Regions from separate parts of the Mus musculus genome. Here all the other regions are linked to region 1. The links are chromatin contacts, called in public Hi-C and promoter capture Hi-C maps. All regions are on one chromosome and are shown on one strand. Each heading gives the region's core, a stretch centred on a gene start, on an enhancer-like site or on the middle of the called end of the contact. The rest is flanking DNA. Distances are from core to core; before and after follow the strand shown. Region 1 holds the start of Atp6v0a1 (ATPase, H+ transporting, lysosomal V0 subunit A1). Region 2 holds the start of Rara (retinoic acid receptor, alpha). Region 3 holds the start of Wipf2 (WAS/WASL interacting protein family, member 2). Region 4 holds the start of Casc3 (cancer susceptibility candidate 3). Region 5 holds the start of Nr1d1 (nuclear receptor subfamily 1, group D, member 1).

Region 1 (2,700 bases), core at 66-2,565:
TTTAACAAGCCGGAGGAAAAGCCTTCCACCTCTGCAGCTTCCTGCGACTCATCCCCATCCTCAAAGACAACTGCCTTCTTCTATCTGTCAAGTCTCTCCTAGGAGCCTGAAGGCTTCCGTTCAGGTCAGCAGCTGGCGCTATCAGTGGTACTGAAAATGCAATTATTTATTCGCGATAAGCTCCCCGCTCAGCTTCGGTACAGCAGCATCTGCAGTATCTATCCTCAACAGATCATCATGCACTGCATCACTTTTAATGTCGTAACGTCATGCAAATTCCATGTTAATCGATAGATAAGACTGATGTTTCCGAGAAGATTTGCCCTTCGGGAAGGCAGGAAGACATTTTGAGGAACCCGAAAAACAAATCCTTTCGGCATTAGGTGTTCAAGGAGAGCAAAATAACACACTCGACTAAAAGCAAGCATTTCTCAAGAGATTATGTGGGTTGACTTAAGAATATGAATCACCCACATAAGCTATAACCAGTCCTTTCCACCTTGAACGAGGATAGATGCCACAACCTCAAAATAAATGAAATCATGTCTGACAGGCATAGCTGACAGGGCTGACAGGGCTGACAGCCTCCAGTGAGTTACCGCCCTCCTCCTGTTCCTTCATGATTACAGGCCTCTCCAAGACTATCTCTACCCCCACTGAAACCAAACACAATACGAATTTGGAAAAGCGGTTTCCAGGGGTCGCGAAATGAAGTACGAAGAAAGTAATTCTGCAAAAGGGTGATCCAAACCCAAGGTCCTCCCAGGAGGACTCTCGCTCGGATTCTCCAATCCTCCCTTTCTAGCAGGGAGCATTTGTCGTTCACCTCTTCGTTTCTAAGCTGCACAGTGAGAGCGCAGAAATTTTCTGGACCAGGCATAACCTGTCTCCTGGTTAGGGAAGAAATCCCCAAATTGTAAGACCCTTTAAGAAATCCCCCCAGATCACTCTGCCTATCCGATCTCTTCTGTCCTTTCGCCTCCTCCTCTCCCGGGTCATTCCTGAGCAGTGGCCCTCCAGTTCCTCTGCCCACAGGAAGGGTGTCCGAAGAGGGAGATGAGCCCCCCATATTTTTCTCAGAGACCTAAGATCCTGGCTAATTCTTCTGACAAGCATCCGAGGTATCCGAGTGCGCTCCACGTCCCCTCGAAAGCCACTCGGGGAAGCGCTCTTTCTACAACCCCAGCTCACCTCTCGCCGGCTCCGCCGCCGCCGCGACCGCAGCCGCCGCAGCAAAGCGACCCCGGCTCAGGCTGAGCAGAGTCGCCGACCAGCGTACGCAAGCAAGGCTCCGCCCCCACGCCACCGTCGAGTCCCGCCCCCGAGATGATTTCATCTCAGTTGACCAATAGGATGCTGCCTCTCCCCTGCTGCCGCAGTGCAGAGTCTATGGGGCTCGGGCGAGTCCTGGTGTGCAGTCGCCATCTTTGTTCCGGCGTTGTGATTTCTATCCCAGTTTGGAAGTCATCTGGGCTGGGCGTGTGACTTTTGAAGTGTTTGCCTTTTGAGCCCATCAGAATCCTTTCTCTCTATTATCCTCGGAGCAAGGTTACCTGCCATCTCTACTTTCCAGAGAACCAATTCACAACTTTTTCTTGGAGAAAGCAGCATGAAAGAAATGGGCACATTATAGAATGATCTGAGAGCTTGAAGGGAGCCTCAAAGCTAGTCTTCTTTACGTATACGCATCCTATGTCGTTCTTAGACCTCTGAAAATATTTGAGCCCCAGACTGGAGAGCGACTTAAGATAAGTCCTATATTAGAGACATAGGATCTCGTCCACTTACAAAGTATCGGATTCATTCTTCCAGCAGCTACCTAGGATTTACACTTATCCAAATTGGAAAAAAAAAAAAAATCCCCGGAAGACCACATGTTGACAAAGTAATTATTTTTATCTTGCTTACTAGGTTTCTGTGAACCCATCTGACCACGTAGGAGTTTTCAGTTCCTCATATATCTTTTGAATGCAAAATAATACCTACCTTTTTTTTTTAAAGCTCCTTTTCTAAATATTGATAGAGTCCTTTCCCCCCAATTAAAGAAGAGTAGGGAGTCAGCAGAAACATCAGGAGGAACTTGGAGAACTGGTCAGTCAGTCTCTGTGGGTGGCGGAACTCATTGAGATTCAAGTGTAGTGAAGGAGGTATTTCGGATTTAAAAAAAAAAAAAAAAGCAACTTGTACTGATAATTTTTATCTGCTTGGCAGAAGTATTACAAAACGTGTTTTGTGAGCCCGAACAAAATGATGGACACAGTGAACATTTTATTTGAATTTTTCTACTGCACATGGTAATTGAAGGTATTGCTTCATTACAATTCTCTCGAGAAGCAGCATTTCTGAGACCTAGGCTTTACGGTTTTCACATTCTGAAGCTCCTTCTACAGGCAGGGACCCACAATTGAAATCCTGCCAAGTATTTCACAATGACTGTCACTTCCTTCCTCGTAGACTTAGAAAAAAAAAGCTAACCTCAGAGTCAGCTGCTTCCTAACCGCAAACAAGTGTTTCATACACTACCTGTAAGAAAGCCTATCCCGGACTATAGTTCACTTGAGTTGTTTCTACACCCCACGCCGTGGTTTCCCTGAAAGTACATCCTCTTAGAGGTCCAATAATAATAATAATAATAATAATAATAATAGTTATTATGGAGGTCAGAGAACAACTTAGTGGGAGTTGGTTCTCTTTAACCCC
Region 2 (2,700 bases), core at 138-2,637, 2.1 Mb after region 1:
TCAGAGTCCTTACTGGATAATATCCTCCCCCGCCACTCCCCCACTCGCGTGCCCCAAGTTTTGCCTTGTGAAGATAAAAGATGACAAATCTGAGTCCCATCCCCGGGCTGATGGGGTGATCAAGGGCAGAACTGAGAGCAAAGGGTAGCAATTCTGTTGGAAAACATCCACACATACATGTGCACACGGTCCACAGGTAGAAGGTAGCCATCTGGCTGCAACATCGGGAGCTGGCATCAGGTAAGGAGCAAGGGGTACCATCCCTTCCATGCCAGCATGCTGGGCATCCTATCCAAGACGGGATGAATAGTGGAGGGGCAGGGCAAGAAACTTCCCAAGACTCAGTTTGTTGTTGTTGTTGTTGCTTTTTAAATTATTTCCATATGAGCTAGCCCCCACCCCCAGCCTTGCACACTGGGGAATCTGTCCCCCTTTCCCACGAACAGTAAGACAGCAGGGCAGTGCCCAGAGAGAAAAGGAGACACAGTTAAACTGATCTGCCAACCACCCCTCAACATACACACATCTGGCTAGCAGCTTCCAAGCCTCGTGGGTGGCACTAAATCCCAGACATCCTCAGCGAAGCAAGGTCGGCCAGTCTATTCTGTCCTTCCCTCACCCCAAAAGGCTTCCACAAGCCCCAAGTAACACAAAACTCAGGCGCGTCTCACCCAACTGCTCTGGCTCCCGCACCCAATTCTGACGGCTCCCCCACACTCCAACCGAGACACCAGCTGAGCGGGCCCCGCCCCCCCAGCCAGTTCCCTCTGGTGGGGGTGGGCCCCTGGCTGATTCTCCCCAAACCACAGGGCGGCTCAGGTAACAGGAGAAAGAGTAGGAGGGGGCTAGTCCGTTGGGCATCTGATCTCTCCCCAAACAGGTTTCAAGAAGTCTTTTTGTTTGGTTTGGGTTTGAAGAGAAAAGAGAGTTCCCAGCAGTAGATCCGCCACGACTGGAGCGCCGAGGACACGCGCGGCAGGCGGCCGCAGAAGCCTCAAGGCTGTGCGCGCGAAGACGCGGCGCAGACGGGGCTCCCCAACCCCGGACACGCCAGCGGCAGGCTGGGAAGTCCAGGAAACCCCAGGTCCCCGTCGAAACTGCCGGGCACCCAGTCCCCGCCCGCAGTTCCCATCCAGAGTGGGCCACCGGGCCCCGAAGTGTGAGAGAATCGAGGGTTCCCCAGGGTTCCAGGGGAGAGGTTACCTCGAAGCGAGGGGATGCAACCCGTCTGCGTGTCTGCGGGCACAGGGTCTGCCCCAAGCAGGCGCCGCGGCGCTGCCCGGCGTCAGGGGTGTGGGGTCCTCCGAGAGGAGCCGTCCGGGGGGCCGCAGCTCAGGGGCGCGGGGCGACGGCAGCGGCCATGGCGAGTCACGTGCAGAGGCTGAAACTTTACCCGGAGCCCTAGACTGGGGGGGGCGGAGGGTATGGAGCTGGGGTGGGAGGGAGGCCCCCCTGCCGCAGGCCCGCCCCTGCATGCCACGGGCCAATCACTAACCGGGGGCGGGTCCTCATGCTCACACCCGCCCCTCTCTCCTTAATAGACCCAGGGAAGGGCGAGTCTTAAAGGAGACGCTTCCAGCTAGTGGCCGGACCGTGGGAATCTGGGAGAATCCCTCCCTCAACACGCCAGAAAGAGATTCGGGGTGTGTGTGTGTGGGGGGGGGGGCGGTGTGAAGTTCAGAGAAAAGAATAAATTACGACTCGGCGGTGAACGAACCTCAGGGTGCGGGATCCTACACACACTCCCTTTCCCCACCCCCCACCCCGCTACACGCCCACACTCACAGAGACACACACACATCACACACACCTACCAAACCTGGGAAGAAAGGAGGTGGTGTAATATGGAGAACGCACTGACTCCTGCCCCAGCTGTCAAGTCTCTGTCTCTCCTAATCACAATCCTCCGGGGCCAGCTGAAACTGAAAGCTATCTGACCTTGAGCAAAACACTTGGCTCCTCTGGACCTTAGTATTTCTCATCTGTAAAGCCGAAGTACAAAGGGAAGACCGTCTTCTCCATAGAACATCCTTCTTTCCCAAACACCTCTCCGGCTTGAGTAGGTTAGAGGAAATTTCTAGCTCAACTGAATCCCTTCGAGTAGCTAGAAATATGGTCACCCCAAGCCAGCTCTTTGGACGGCCTGGAGTCGCTCTCCATTCTAGAAGACCCACTTGAGGGCCGAGGGCAGTTCATACATGTTCCAGGAGGACAGGATCTGAACCACACTCCATCTCCAGACCTCAATTCCCAACTGTCACAAGCCCCCTCCGGGCCAGCCGGAGGTTAAGGTTTCCACCTCTAACACTGCACTGGAGGAGGGTGAGTCCACTATGCAGTGCCTACCTCACCCGAGTTCCCGGGCAGAGAAGTGGCAACTGCCCCCCACAGGACATCCCACTGGCAAGGGAAGTGCCACACACCCAGGCCTCCACCCTGGGGACGCTCAGTCTAATCCGATGTCCGGATTTTCAGACTAAGAACAGGAGGTCCGAGGCCCATATGGGATTTTGTCCACGGTTGCATGGGTGTCTGAACCGGGCCTAGAACTAGAATATCTGCTTGTCTCTCTGTGGCTTTGCTCTGGCGGCCTTGGAAGGTAGGTAGCACAGCTCAGGTCCGTGGGACACTCTGTCCAGAGGTCGGACGCAAGGGAAAACTCCGCAAAGCGGTGCAGCGCTTCCCCAGACCCTTGCCGCC
Region 3 (2,700 bases), core at 7-2,506, 2.1 Mb after region 1:
AACAACAAACAAACAAATATAGTTTACGGGGCTGGGCAGTCATAGTGGCCCACGCCTCCCTCTGAGGTAGAGGCCAGCGGATCACTGTGAGTTCCGGGCCAATCTGGTCTACAGACTCTGAGTTCCAGGACAGTGAGGGTTACACAGACAAAGTGTCTCAAAAAAAAAAAAGAAAGAAAGAAAGAAAAGAAAAGAAAGAGAAAGAGAAAAAGAAAGAAGAATTTCAGGGATCAGATGTAGCAGGTGGATCAGGATTTAAAGGCCAGCAGAAGCGGGGACAGAGGTAGATTCCAGTGCACACCAGCTTCCTCCAGCTCCTCGTTTCAATATTATCCTTCCAGAATATGCCTTCCTAATCAGTAACTCGACCGCACACACAGCCTACGTCTAGCGAGCGCCTTCAGATTTTCATCTTCCCTCAATTTCACGCCGCTCCAACAGGGATCCTTCAACTGCAGGTGCTTCCAAGAGCATCTCAGAACATCACTCCGACTCCCTCTCATCCCACACTCTCAACATCTCCCCCAGTGTAAACACGTTCGCTCTCAATCCTCCTCCTCACCCCGATCAATCCCGAAACGTCACACCGATCCTCCTAAACTCGAGAGCATCCTGCCAATAATTACCTTTCCCCAACAGGTCCTCCCTTCCCCATCTCCCCCTCCGCGCACGGCTCCCCTCCTACCTCACCCAGAGTTGCCAGTCTTACTCACCTCACCCAACCCTTCAGGATCTCTAATTTCCTGTCTCTCAAAAAACCTCCCTCCTGCCCATTTGCTCAGTCGGTCCCCGCCGCCCTCCACTCGGATGGCCCACGCCCCCTCTCCAGGGTCTCCAGGCCCCGCCCCCAGGACCCCCTCTCCGCATCAGGCCCCTCCTCCGGTGTCCCTCCCCCCCCCCACCACAGTCCCCCCTTCCCGGCTCTCCCTCCCACTCAGGTCCGCAGGTCACCTCAGCGGCGGGCTCAGCCGCCCCGGCGTCTTTCCCACTCGGCGGGGGGCTGCTCCGGGAGCGAATCCTCCGTCACCTCAGTCCTGGTTTAGTCCTGCTCGTTCGCCCCGCGGCAAGCTCTCTCGCTCTCTCTCGCTCTCTCTCTCTCTCTCTCTCTCTCTCTCTCTCTCTCTCTCTCTCTCTCTCTCTCTCTCTCTCTCTCGCCGCCGCCCCTTTTACCAACCCGGAAATGGATCCGCTCCCACCGTCCCCAGCGTCCGCGAACAAAATGGAGGCGGGGGAAAAGGAGGAGGGAGCCGAGGGCCGAGGGCCGCGGGACGCATGCGCTCAGGGAAGCCTGCCCTCTACCGGCGCACGTGGGGGCGGAGCGCCACCATCTTGAGAAGGTCGCGAGTCCGCAGTTGGAAGTCCCGTTTGCATCTTGGGACTGCAACTGGGGCCGCCTGCGAGGCTTTCAGTAACGAGTGATGCCAGGATTCGGTCCATGAGATGCTTATTTAATTGGTTGGATGCGGCCTGAGCGTCTCGACCTTTAAAATTGCGCAGGTAGAGAACCAGTGAGCTAACTGATGTATCTCAAGTATGTTTTCTTTCGTGTTTATTTTTTTGCGCGCACACACACACACCATAAGCCCTAATATGGTCTAGAGTACCCTTGAAGAGGCCCAACAGACAAGCTCTGGTTGTCATAGCAACAGAGAGGCGAGCTTCTTCTAGCAGGTCATTGGTTAGGTCGTTGTAACCACTTAACTAGTGATCCCCAGCTCGGTAGGCTGAGGCATGGTGTTGTGAACTCCTCTATAGGTGCTTGGATGAGAGAGGGGAGTCCTTGTCGCTTGCTGGTTTCCATTGCTTAACTCTGTTGCCGATGACTAAGGATCTCATCTTCATACACAAAGCTCGCCACCACACCAAGCAACCCCATTGCTACCCTATGTCTCACTGCTTCTCCATCCAGTCAACCCAGTGACCAGGGCTGAACCTCAAGTAAAAGGCCAATATCAGCTAGCACTTAATCCCCACTCACTAACTGTGTGTTCGTGGGTCTCAGCTACCTCATAGTGTTTGTCCTTTCTCACAGTGCTTGAAGGCTCATCAGGTAATGAATGAATGGGAAAGCATGTGATAAGCCATAGCCTGTTATTATTTTTGTTTTCCCTCTGTTCTGCCCCACCCACTAGTGCTAAATGTCACATTGAACATTTGCTTTGGGCCATTCATTGAGCTCTGTACCTGGGGATGGTTCCAGATGTGACTCAAGCAGACAGCTTCTGCCCTCCGGGAGCTCACCATGCTGGTGTATGGTGCTCATGCGGGCTGGCATGTAAACAGACAGCTGACGTCCAAGTCAGTGTGCGATTAGAGTTGTGACATGTGCCGGGATGTCACAGGAGTGATGAATTCCTGCTGAAGAATGAGAAGAGATTTGTAAATGGTTTGAACTAGCCCCTGCAAGATGAGTAGAATTTTGCTGGGCTCTGTAGCTCAGAGGAGGCAGAGGCAGGCAGATCTCTTAGCTGGGGGCCACCCTGGTCTACAGAGCAAGTTCCAGGACAGCCAGGACTGCACAGAGAAATTCTGCCTCAGAACACCAAAACAAACAAAACAAGAAGAAGAAGGGGGCTGGAGAGATGGCTCAGTGGTTAAGAACACGGATTGCTCTTCCAGAGGTCCTGAGTTCAATCCCCAGCAACCACATGGTGGCTCACAACCATCTGTAATGGGATCTGATGCCCACTTCTGGTGTGT
Region 4 (2,700 bases), core at 27-2,526, 2.2 Mb after region 1:
ACCAGACTTCTAACAGACTTTTAAAAGCACACGAGAAGAATGTATAAGAGAAGCAAGTCAGGGAATTTTTGTACCACACAGCTAGAGGTTTTTTTAAAGAGACATTTTCTGACTTACGCCATAAGGAAAAAGAATCTATCACACTCACTTCTGAATCTTCTGCACTTTCATAATCGGAAAGAACAGCTGAAAGGAAAAGACAAATTATGTGATATGTAATAACATAAACGTTTGTTACTACATTTCTGACAGTTCGTTTTGGGCCAGGCAAACATCCTCACTTAATTTGTGGACGCAGCAACTTTCTGGGGCAGATAAAATTATAGTTTCTGTTGACAGATGGAGAACTTTGGGACCACACTGACGAAAAACTATGCTGTTGTCAGGTGTTATTCTAAGTCACCACAGTGCACTCAATCTGTCACCTTCCAAAAAGGAACCAAACCAAACAAGCATGCTCATCATCACCATGACACAAACGCCACTCCCGGGGAACGCTCTCCAAAAACCCCTAACAAACCGAGAAAGACCCAGTGTAAGATATACATGGCCTTAATTTACATCCACAAGAATTCAAGATAAAGTAAAATTACTCACCATCTCCTTCCATGCCATCTTCACTCTCCTGGGAGGAAGAAGATCACACAGGTTAGAGTTGGTGATTTCCAGACGCGGGGAGCCCACCCGCAGATAACCGTGAGGGACGACTGAAGAATCAACACAGATGGTTGGGTAGGAATATGGGGCAAGATAAATCTTCAGAAGTCACATCGAGAATGGCGGTTCTCTACATCCCAGCCCCAGTTTCCGTGTAAACATTGCACGCCCTGAGCTCAGAAACCACCCAGTCCTCCTTCCCCGGGGCTCTGGGTGGATGCAGATTCGCAGCGGGACAACCTTTCTTTCCCTCTAAGAGGAGGCCCGGCATCTCACAGCATCTCCAGCCCGCCCCCTGCCGGGTCGCCGCCCTGGACCGCCCGCCGCTCACTCACACACTCAGACTCCTCGGCGCTCTTGGCGCCCCCGCTCTCCACCCGCCGCAGGTGAAGGCCCCCGCCGCGGCCGCCGCGCTGAGAAGGCAGCGAGCCACTGCCGCCGCCTCCGACGCTCCCGCTGCAGCTGCCGCCGCCCCGCGCCGGAGAGCCGCTGTCGGAACCCGAAGCCCCGGATTCCTCGTCCTCCGTGTCCTGGGAAGCGCGCTGCCGCCGCCGGTCCGCCATCTTACGGAGAACGGCCACCGCTGGTCAGCTCCTTACGCACCACGCCCGCCGCGGAGGCTGCCGGGAAGCTCGAGACTCCGGAGTCCCAGCGTGCTTCACGTCCAGGGAGGGCCGCCCTTCTTTCCGCGGGGCGGGGCCTGCACCCTGCGGCACGTTTTCTGGAGAGCGAGATGACGTCTGTCGGTGATGTAAGGAGGCGTGGCCTAGCGCTTTATTTCCCCACACCCCCACACCCCTAGCCCCGGCGGGCGGAGGGCGCCTGGGAGCGGGGCTATTGCATCCTCTTCGGGTTCTTAGCTCGGCCATCTTGGACTTTCCTTGGGGAGGGTTTCGAGCTCTTCTAGCTCCAGTGCGACGTTGGAGCAATTGCATGATTTTCGTTTTCCATTGCTCGCTTTCCCCTGAATTCTATACAGAACATTTTACTGTATTCCTTCGCATGGTTAAAAATCACGAGTCCAGGTGAAAAAGCCTTTAGTCCTGCGTCAGTTGCCAGCTCTTCACCTCAGTCTAAATTTAGGGGAAAGGAGAAACTGCAGTGGGGACAGAACTTAGTATTGCGGTGTTTCCTGGGTGTATTCAAAATCTCCTTTCTCCATGTGTCTTCCTAACCTAGTTATCTCATTTTGAGAACTGAAGGTTGGAAGGACACTAGTCTTACTATGCTTTTAAAACATCAGAGCTGGATCACCCTTGACTAGTTAAGAGGCTAGTTTTGGACCCTCTCTGCCCCTTCAATGTCTCGAGGTATTAGTTTCAAATCCTGGTGCATTGTTACTCTACAGAGAATGCTTTGGGTATGCATTTATCAGCAGTGAAAGAAAACTCAGCACAACTACCTTGCAGCAACATATAGTTTGTAAGCTAATTTATTACTGCATATTGTTAATATACATCAAATAGATGAGTTAAGAGGACTCTGAGCTGTTTTCATAAATAGCTAAAGGTCCCCACTGCTTACCAGATCTATAAACAGTATGAGACTCCAAGGAATCATGACTGTCTGCAGGGACTGATTCAACTGGTGACAGGTGGCCAAATGTATCATGGAGTTCAGCTCCAGAAACAACTGCCTGAACTCAAAATGGAGGATGCATGATTTAATAAGTGTGAAAGGCATAAGAATCTTATCCATCACAATCTAAAATGGTGCAGCAAGACTGCCAAGTTGAGTGTCTAAATAAGGACAAGGATAGCATGCCACTTTGTCCTTTAGTTGTTTGGTCGGAATCCAGCTTGGGATGTTTTTTTTCTTTTTTCTTTTTTTTTTTTTTTTTTAAGAAAATCTATGACCTCAAGCTAGCCTTTTCATCACTCGGGACCCACCAGCTTCAGCCTCCCCAGATGCAGGCTATGAGGGGACAATACCTGTAATCCTGCTCTGGATCCTACTTTCTTTTGTTTTTTGAGACAGGGTCTCATGGAAGCTAGGCTGATCTTGAACCTGGGGCTCTCCTGGCTGTGTGGGTGCTTGGGATAG
Region 5 (2,700 bases), core at 142-2,641, 2.2 Mb after region 1:
GGGTCTCATGTTGTTTAAGTCTCAAATCACTGAGCTCAAAGTGGTCCTCCTGGCTCAGTTTCCCCGTATGCTTTTCTCTGACTCCAAGGTAGCTTGCTTCCCAGGATTCCCAGAACTCTCTGGAGCTTCCTAAGTGCAAGTAGAGAAAGACTTAAGGTTAAAAAAAAAAAAAAAAAAGCACCCCCCCTCCATCCCCAAGTGTAGAGATTACAGAGGACTTGGAGATAGGAGCAGGGTGGCTGGGGCTTACTCGACTGCTTGAAGATACGTGTCCATCTCTCTTTACAACCCAAGCCCCAGAGAACAGACCCCTTCCCCCAGGCCTCTGTGTTTCTCACTCCTGAGATGACTGCTGCTCTGAGAGAGATGCTAAGTGCTTCATGTGCTCATTTATCCGCCATCTCAGGGACGGGACGGTCACAAGAAATAAGCAGTGAATGCCTGACCTTGAGCCAGTCCCTGAGATGGCGGTCCCTTTTCTTCTTCAGTAAGAGGAGGGAAGATCCTCACTCCCTCCTCGCTTAGTAGGAGCTTGCTTTGCAGCTCAAGTCAGCTTCAAATTCACGACAGTCCTCCTACCTCAGCCTCTCAAGGACGGTGATTGCAGGCACGAGCCACTACACCCTGCCAATTCGGGGAGTTGAGGGGTGGGAGTTAAATGATCCTCATGTTCTCCCTAAACTGTGGGCTTCTTCTGCTATCATGAAGCCCTGCAGAGAGCAGACCCCCCTCTCTCTATGAGGACCTCAGAGCACTTTCCCTTTGTTCTCCTTTTTATTTCCCAGACAAAGGGAAATGACTCACCCCAAAGTCACTTGAGTGGGCAGTGTGGTGTCATATAAGCAAACAGGGAGTCCCTAGGGATATCCCCGTGCTATGCCAGTCCTACCCGTGGGGGCTGGGGTTAGGGTGAAGAAGAGAAAGGGGTTTTATTTACACTGCTTGTCGCCCACCTTGTCACCATAGCAAAAGATGCTTAAGTTCTTGATTTAAGGGAAATCTCTCCTCCCAGCTTGTCTTTCTCCCCCTAGTCACCACTAACCTCAGGGTGAGGTCAGTTCTCCAATCACGTGAAGCTCTCACGTTTGCTAGGTTTGCAGAAAGGGCCTTTTAGCTTTGATCTTCCACGGAGCAGTAAAGCTTGCCAGGCCCTCCCCAGGAATTCACATGCCCTTGCCATACAAGGCTTTCCAAACACGCCACCCTGACTCTTCAGAAAACCCCACCCCAGTCCACTTTCAGCTCCTCCCCGCTGCCAGCAAGCACTTTTGCAAAGCAGAAAAGGAATAGGCACACTCCACCTACATTGTCAGTAGACTACAAATCCCAACAATCCTGGCGGTGCGCAGGCGCACAGATCTCAACGTGCCGGCTGCTGGAAAAGTGTGTCACTGGGGCACGAGGCGCTCCCTGGAATCACATGGTACCTGCTCCAGTGCCGCGTGCGGCCCGGGAACCCTGGGCTGCTGGCGCCTGCGCAGAGCCCTCTGTCCCAGGGAAAGGCTCGGGCAAAAGGCGGTTGAGATTGGCAGAGTGAAATATTACTGCTGAGGAAACGTAGCAGGGCACACGTCTCTCTTTGCGTCCTGGTGCCTCATTTCTCCATCACCTACTTACTTCCTGGTTGCAGCTTCTCTTCCTTTGGGACTTTTGCACCCGGAGCTCCAGATTCATTACCCTGCTTCACTGCGGAGCCTTCAGGAGTGGCATCCGGTGCACTGCAGAGACCCGACTCTCCTTGCTACCTTATAGCCAGAACTGCTGCAGGCTGATTCTTCACACACACACTCTCTGCTCTTCCCATGCAAATCAGATCTCAGGTGCCTCAGCGTCCTACCCTTCTGGAGGGCTGCAGTATAGCCACCCCAAGACCTTACTGCTCAGTGCCTGGAATCCTGATTGCGAACTGCGGGGCTCACTCGTCTCCCTCAGCCATTGCCCAGGGGGCGAGAGAGGCCATCACAACCTCCAGTTTGTGTCAAGGTCCAGTTTGAATGACCGCTTTCAGCTGGTGAAGACATGACGACCCTGGACTCCAATAACAACACAGGTACTGAGATTCTTATCTTTGCTCTGTCACTGTCTCCATTTCCATCCAAGGCTTATGAGAGGAACTTTGTAAGGGATTGGGGATTCCCTCTGGCTGGTGTTTGTTACTGTGCTAAGATGAAAGCCACTAGGTAAGATTTCTAAAGAGGGTTATTACGGCTGGGAATGTGCCTAAAACGCATCACTAGCACCCCCTGAGTTCCCCTCAGTCCGAGAACGGATGAAATGGAGGGTGGATACCAGTGGCGAGTGGAAGAGTTTAGGGAGACTCAGCATTTTGAAGCAGTCTCTGGACACGTCCCCATTTGCCCACTCCTTGCAGCTATAGTATGCCTGTCTCTTTTCCCTTTTCTACAGTTCTAGCCTACTTCCAGGTAGTCTTGGGAAGTGGGGCGATCCGGGCTGGTGGGTTTGCGTGACTGGGTCAGAGTTCACAGGGGAATCCTCAGCGGCAGTGGGGAGCTTCATTTGAGGAGTCGGGTGCTTGGGACTCATCTCCAGGCAGGGCACCCACAGCGACTTAGCCTGGGGAGGGCTCACATGGCTGCAGAGCCGGGCCCACGTGCTGCATTTGTTTTCATTCAGTAGAAGCCGTGGCCGCCATCTCATTGGTCATTGCCTCCCGGCCTCGTTACATAATGAGCTCCGCCC

The links. Promoter capture Hi-C pulls out the DNA fragments that hold promoters and counts their contacts. Hi-C and Micro-C count contacts between places; a contact is called where the count stands out from the background.
Region 2: a Hi-C map of B cells shows a contact between it and region 1, with 6 read pairs. The contact joins the promoter of Rara here to the promoter of Atp6v0a1 in region 1. A contact is called at or near these places in 1 of 39 promoter capture datasets (pre-B cells) and 1 of 484 Hi-C or Micro-C datasets (B cells).
Region 3: a contact with region 1 is called in a promoter capture Hi-C map of hippocampal neurons, with 7 times the contacts expected there. The contact joins the promoter of Wipf2 here to the promoter of Atp6v0a1 in region 1.
Region 4: a contact with region 1 is called in a promoter capture Hi-C map of pre-B cells, with 3 times the contacts expected there. The contact joins the promoter of Casc3 here to the promoter of Atp6v0a1 in region 1. A contact is called at or near these places in 3 of 39 promoter capture datasets (hippocampal neurons, pre-B cells and second pharyngeal arch cranial neural crest) and 1 of 484 Hi-C or Micro-C datasets (B cells).
Region 5: a promoter capture Hi-C map of liver shows a contact between it and region 1, with 5 times the contacts expected there. The contact joins the promoter of Nr1d1 here to the promoter of Atp6v0a1 in region 1. A contact is called at or near these places in 2 of 39 promoter capture datasets (liver and pre-B cells) and 1 of 115 datasets of contacts at active chromatin or transcription factors (astrocytes).

The regions. Positions count from the first base shown.
Region 1 is chr11:101,008,056-101,010,755 of GRCm38.p6, reverse strand. It overlaps Atp6v0a1 (ATPase, H+ transporting, lysosomal V0 subunit A1), which reads right to left and starts at 1,315. Exons shown (of 22, transcript NM_016920.4): 1 at 1,192-1,315.
Region 2 is chr11:98,936,383-98,939,082 of GRCm38.p6, reverse strand. It overlaps Rara (retinoic acid receptor, alpha), which reads right to left and starts at 1,387. Exons shown (of 9, transcript NM_009024.2): 1 at 1,204-1,387. It overlaps Gm46294, which reads left to right. Exons shown (of 3, transcript XR_003949771.1): 2 at 881-1,159; 3 at 1,542-1,820.
Region 3 is chr11:98,862,154-98,864,853 of GRCm38.p6, reverse strand. Wipf2 (WAS/WASL interacting protein family, member 2) reads right to left here and starts at 1,256. Exons shown (of 8, transcript NM_197940.2): 1 at 952-1,256.
Region 4 is chr11:98,808,384-98,811,083 of GRCm38.p6, reverse strand. It overlaps Casc3 (cancer susceptibility candidate 3), which reads right to left and starts at 1,276. Exons shown (of 14, transcript NM_138660.2): 1 at 993-1,276; 2 at 598-625; 3 at 149-186. The coding sequence starts at 1,220. It overlaps Gm12359 (predicted gene 12359), which reads left to right and starts at 995. Exons shown (of 3, transcript NR_033551.1): 1 at 995-1,408.
Region 5 is chr11:98,774,068-98,776,767 of GRCm38.p6, reverse strand. It overlaps Nr1d1 (nuclear receptor subfamily 1, group D, member 1), which reads left to right and starts at 1,391. Exons shown (of 8, transcript NM_145434.4): 1 at 1,391-2,050. The coding sequence starts at 2,020. Gm31862 (a long non-coding RNA gene) reads right to left here and starts at 1,357. Exons shown (of 4, transcript XR_880204.3): 1 at 954-1,357; 2 at 1-129.